Regions from separate parts of the Capra hircus genome. Here region 1 is linked to region 2. A link is a contact called in public Hi-C data. All regions are on one chromosome and are shown on one strand. The core of a region is the stretch at or near the end of the contact, and the rest is flanking DNA. Distances in the headings are between cores, read along the strand shown. Region 1 holds the start of LOC102184089 (heparan sulfate glucosamine 3-O-sulfotransferase 3B1). Region 2 holds the start of HS3ST3A1 (heparan sulfate glucosamine 3-O-sulfotransferase 3A1).

Evidence for each region. Hi-C and Micro-C count contacts between places; a contact is called where the count stands out from the background.
Region 1: a Hi-C map of blood shows a contact between it and region 2, with 4 times the contacts expected there. The contact joins the promoter of LOC102184089 here to the promoter of HS3ST3A1 in region 2. A contact is called at or near these places in 3 of 5 Hi-C or Micro-C datasets (blood and liver).

What each region holds. Positions count from the first base shown.
Region 1 is chr19:31,915,124-31,917,983 of ARS1.2, reverse strand. LOC102184089 (heparan sulfate glucosamine 3-O-sulfotransferase 3B1) reads right to left here and starts at 1,517. Exons shown (of 2, transcript XM_018064682.1): 1 at 948-1,517. The coding sequence starts at 1,495.
Region 2 is chr19:31,505,495-31,508,244 of ARS1.2, reverse strand. HS3ST3A1 (heparan sulfate glucosamine 3-O-sulfotransferase 3A1) reads left to right here and starts at 1,446. Exons shown (of 2, transcript XM_018064680.1): 1 at 1,446-2,064. The coding sequence starts at 1,466.

The DNA.
Region 1 (2,860 bases), core at 268-2,767, 410 kb before region 2:
CTCACCCGCGCCTCACCAGAAGCTCAACCAACCCAACCGCTCACCCCCAAAGACTGCGGGAGGCCTTGGTAAGAGGTCGTGATTATGACCCCCCCGGGGGGGAGGGGCAATGTCCCTTTGGAACCGCACCCATAACCCGACCCGAGAACCGAGTTTACGGAAGCCCACGCAACCCGCATTTCTCAAATTCATGCACCCATAATATTCTTTGCACCCCGGCGCGTCAAGGGCCCGCGGAGACAGGCGACCCTGCCCCGGGTCTCTCAGCGTCCGGGCCGGGGAGGCGGAAACCGGTGGGCCGTGCCCCGGGCGCCTGGGAAGCCTTCAAAGCGGCGCGCCTCCCGCCGGCTGCAGTGCGCGCCTTTGCCCGACAGGGACCAGCACCGCTCCACGCGCCGCGCGCCTGCCCGCTCGCCCTCCGGAGCCCAGGCTGCCGGGCCGCGAGCGGTCTGACCCTTTCGGAAAGTGAACGGACTCCCCGCGGCCTTCGCAGCACGGCGTCGCTCCCACTCCATCCCCATCCGGACAGCAGAAGCTGCTCTAGAAGTTGGTCTGGGGCGGAGACCGTCCCGGACCCGAGAGGAAAAATAAAACACGAGACTCGTTTGGGAGGCAGCCGCAGTTAGAGGGTTGCGCGCTTTTCTGAGCACCTTCCCAGTTGCTGGCCTCCTTCCTTGAGGAAAGATAGCCGGATTAATCCCTAGGCACCGTGGGCCGCTGAGCCGCCAGATAGTCTGGAGAAGTGTCTCCAGACTGGGGCGAGAGCGGAAGCAGCGCACCCCGTACGGCGCTGCGGGCCAGCACCGCGCGGTCGTCGCTCGGCTCCCCTTCCCGCTCCGGTGGTCCGAAGTTGTACCCCTGCCAGCTCCCCGGTGTACATGCCACGCCCGCGTCCTCTCCTCGTCAGGATCGCGGCTGGAGCCCCTGCCCCTGCCCGGGACACTCACCGGTACCAGGCAAGGCCCTTGTCGTAGCTGCGGTCGAAGAAGTGGGGCTCTGCGCCCACGGCGCGCACGTCGGGGTGCACGCGCAGGAACTCCAGCAGCGCCCGCGTGCCGCCCTTCTTCACGCCGATGATGATGGCCTGCGGCAGCTGCTTGCTCCCGGACCCGCTGAAGAAGCTAGAGATGGGGCTGGGGGAGTCCGGCGTCTCGGGGCTCTGCTCCTCCTGGCTCGTGGCGCCTTCGGCCACCTCTCCGCCCGCAGCCGACTGGGTGGCTGGCGCCGCCGGGAACGGCAGCCTCGGGGGAGGCCCGTCCGGACCCGGGGCCGGCGGGGCGTGGGCGGCGCCGGACCCGGAGCCCAGCAGCAGCAGTCCGGGCGCGGCGGCGCAGGAGCCGGCGCACGAGTAGACGAGCAAGTAGAGCCAGACGCAGAGCATGGCGAACAGCAGCGCGAGCCTCCTCCTCACCGGTGGCGGGGGCGGCGGCGGCTGCGGCAGGAGCCGGCCGGGGACATCGAGGCAGGACCGGCCGCCGCTCAGGCGCTGCCCCATGCGCTGCCCGCGCGCGCGGCGAGGGGCATGGCTCAGCACATGGCGCAGGGCCCGCCGGAGCAGGGAGCGCTGCGAGAGTTCCCTGGACGCCGGGAGGTTCGGCTTATTGGCCCCGCGCGCCCGCGGTCGCCGCTGTTGCTCTGCCCCAGGTGGCGGCGGCAGCTGCACGGCCGGCGGCTTTTGACATGTTGCCGGGAGGAGCCACAACTGGAACGAAGGTCGGGTGGTGGCAACTGCCGGCCTGGGGCTGCGACGCCGCGCTCGGGGCCGGCAGAGTTCTGCACTCCGGCGTTCCGACCCCTCCCGACTGTGCGCGCCGCACGGCCGCTCGCCGGGGCTGCCTCCTCGCGGTCCCGTGAACCGAGCTCTGAGCGCAGCCCCGGCGCTTCCCCGCGGAGGCTGCGAAGGAGGACTGCGCAGGAAGAGCGCCGGAGACCGAGGCAGAGTGGGCGGGCCCGGCCACCGGGAGTGATGGGTCACTCCACCTACCAGAAACCCGGGGCGCCATGCAAATCCCGCCGCTTAGCTGAGGGTTCGGCAGCCAACCAGCTCCCGGAACATGGGGGTGTGGAAAGGGTTCGGGGGCGGTGGAGAGCAATCGGGGGCTGCTATTGGCTGAGAGACAAGGGGCGGGCCTGGAGGGGCGGAACCAAGGCTGGTGACAGGCGCAGCTGGGAGGAAGGATGCTGGAGAGACCGCGCGCGCAGGGAAAGCGCCGACCCTCTTATCGCTGCACCCCGGGGCCCGCACACACTTCCGCACTCGTTCCCCAGGAGCCGGGCTCGGCTGCATTTGCCCCTGTGTGCGGACACGTCACCCCATCCAGATGGTTCGCGGGCGGGATCGTGGTGTGTGCGCGCGTTAGAAGTAGGGAAGGGGTGGAAGCGCAAGAGCCTGGTCGGAGATGCCCGCCCATCCCACTCCGGGACTCGGAGGGGGGCCCTTCCGGAACTGGCACGGGTTTAGGAAGTTTAAGTGGAAATCGCTGGCGAACTTTTTTCTTTAAGTCTCCTTCTTAATCTTTGTTGGGAGTTGATCTCTCTCGGGCAGCAGGTTAACGCGATCGGTGGATCGTTAGATAGTTCCTGAGGAACTATCCTTAGGAAAAATTCTTCCCTCGCTTCCCAAAGTGCTGGAGAAAGGTCGGGAGAAATTAACAGGGAGTTAAAGGCTGTGGGAATTTTTCCCGGCGCCGAAAAGTGTGTGAAAGTTGTGTCCGGATATGAGCTGTTGGGGACGTTGGAAAACGTTCTCTTCCCTTCCCATGAATAAATATCAAAGCCAACATTCGCCTGCATCAGGAGTCGGTTTGATTTGCTGACCTGTTACACGAAGTATTAGGTGTTTTCTCTATGTCGAAAGTCA
Region 2 (2,750 bases), core at 197-2,696:
GGAAACTTTGATCATCCTAAAGCAACATTCGGGAAACAATGAAATGAAAAAAACTACAAAGCACCAAAAGCTGCTGCGGGCAGAAGGCTTCGCCCAGGAGTCCGCAGTGGACGGCAGGGTAGGTAGGAGGCGAAGCCGCAGCGAAGGAATCCAGTTCGCCCGGGACAGCCGGGGGCGCGGCGCGCGGCACGGTCCCGAGAACCGCCGCCAACCAAACTTCCGTAGGTTCGCGGAGGTGGGGAGCTGGCGGCTCCGGGATCAGGACGGAGCGACCCTTGTGGGAGGGACCCCGAGGACAGGCATCGGAGGGGTCGAGGCTGCGCTGGGCTGAGTGGCGTCGGAGTGGTTTGGGAGCCCCTGATGGAGCGCGGGCCTCGCGGGGTGGAAGTCAGGTCCCGGGGATCCGGCCCCCGCGCCTGCCGGTCAGAGGTCCCAGGAGCCGCCGCAGACCCGGCCTGGCTCCGAGGGGGCGAGGCAGCCGGCTGGGGTGGAGGGGGCGGGGTGGGCGGAGTAGGGAAGGGGCGTCGCCTCGGTCGCCCCCGCCCTCTCCGCGGTCATTGGGCGGCCGCCGCGGGGTCCGCGCCACCTTCTCCCCCGCGCACCGGTCCGCCCCCCCTGCGCTCCTCCGGGGGCTGGTCCGGCCCCGGCCGCTGACGTCACCGACAAGTTTGCTGCCCTCGGAGCTCCACGTGTGGCGGCGGCGACTGCCCGGGAGGCGGCGGGGAGGCGGGGAGCGCAGTGGCCGCGGCTGCAAACGGGTCCCGCGCAGCCCGGTTCAGCCGCGCCGCTCCCAGGTGGGGCCGAGAGCCGCCGGAGCGGCCGGGCGCGCACGGAGAAGAGCGGACGACTGGGCGAGGCCCCTCTGGCTCCCACTCCGGCAGAGGGACTCGGGGGACCTCGCCCCAGGGCCGGGAGCGCGCACCCAGGCGGGCCGGGGACCGAGCAAGCGGCGGCTTGGAGGCGCTGTCCCCACCGCGGTCTGGAGCGCGCGAAGCCCAGCGGCCCGGGAGCCGCGCGTCCGCTCTCCGGGACCGAGCGAGGGATGCACGATCGCTGAGCTGGGACGCGCGCTGAGAGGCTGCTCCGGCCCGGGGCTGAGACGTACTCCTTCGCCACCCGCCGCCGAGATCCCCGTTCCGGCAACTCTCGGGGACCTGGGGCGCCGAGCGCGGCCCCGGGCTGAGGACTTGGGCGAGTCTAAGACGATGGTTTCTTAAGCACGGCATCACGTCCCCCTTCCCGCCCCCTCGACCGACCGGAGGCTGGGATCCCGCGCGCGGCTCCGGGGCCTCCATCTCCCGGAGGAGCCCCGGCTGCTGCCGCCGGGGCAGCTCGCACGGCCGCAGGGGCGCAGGGCGATGTGGCCTCGGTCCAGCGCGCAGGAGCCCCCGGAGGATGTCCCGGCACCTGGAGGAGTCCCGGCCTAGCATGGCCCGCGCGCTGCCCGACGTTGCCTCCGGCTAGGATGGCCCCTCCGGGCCCGGCCGGCGCCCACCCCACCTCGGCCGAGCCGCTGTCCCGCAGCGTCTTCCGCAAGTTCTTGCTGACCCTCTGCTCTCTGCTCACGTCCCTCTACGTCTTCTACTGCCTGGCCGAGCGCTGCCAGACCCTATCGGGCCCCGTCGTGGGGCGGTCGGGCAGCGGCGAGGAGGCAGGGACCCCGGGCCGCGGCGTCCTGGCCGGAGGCCCGGGGGAGCTGGCCGCGTGGCCCGCGGCGGCGCGAAGGAAGCGCCTCCTGCAAGTGCGGCCGCGGCCGAGGCGCCGGCCGCCCTCCCAGCGAGACGACCGCGAGGAGGCGGCCGGGGAAGAGGAGCCCCCCGGGCTGGCGGGGAGTCTCGGCGGCTCCGGGGCCGGGAGCAGCGTGGCCGAGACTCCGCCGGGGACCTTGGCCCTGCTGCTGGACGAGGGGAGCAAGCAGCTGCCGCAGGCCATCATCATCGGCGTGAAGAAGGGCGGCACGCGGGCGCTGCTGGAGTTCCTGCGCGTGCACCCCGACGTGCGCGCCGTGGGCGCAGAGCCCCACTTCTTCGACCGCAGCTACGACAAGGGCCTCGCCTGGTACCGGTGAGCGGACGTGGGGCAGGGAGGGGGCGGCCGGGGCTCGCGGTGGGGGCCCCAGGAGCCCGTGGCGACCCTCACCGAGTGCATCTCCCTCCCAGATTTCATCAGTGGGCAGAGGGTCACCAGTAGCTGTCCTTAAGACGAGAGGTCTTTCCCCCACCCTACCTCTGTCTAAATATGGCGAAATATTTAGTACTAAACCCCTGTATTTTCCATTTGCCATATAGACATTATTTCCACAGTAAAGTGGAAGAGGGCGGGCGGGGGGGTGGTCGATATTTTGGCCTTAGAGACATTTTTCTTCAGTTTTTCGGATTCCTTTCTCCCCAAATAGCCCATCTCTTGATTTTCTCCTACTCTGTGGGAAGTAGAGAGAGAGAGAGAAAATGTCCCTGCCAAGTTAGAAACCTGCTCACCAATTACTAGATAAGTAACCTAGTGAGTGGATCCTTTCCCCAAGGAAACCTGTTTCTGTTTCTCCTTTATCTTCTGGGCGGTTCCCTGGGGTTAATGCAGTCTTTGCCATCGCCTATTTATTTACTTATGTTAACTCTTTGCCAGAGAATTGTCCTGGGTGGTAAGTAATATAGATAATTGTTCCGAGTGGTAAGTAATACAGACACTTAAAGTGTCAGAAACTAGACTCTAGGTTTGGGGGTATGTATGTGAGTGTGTTTTAAAAAAGGCTT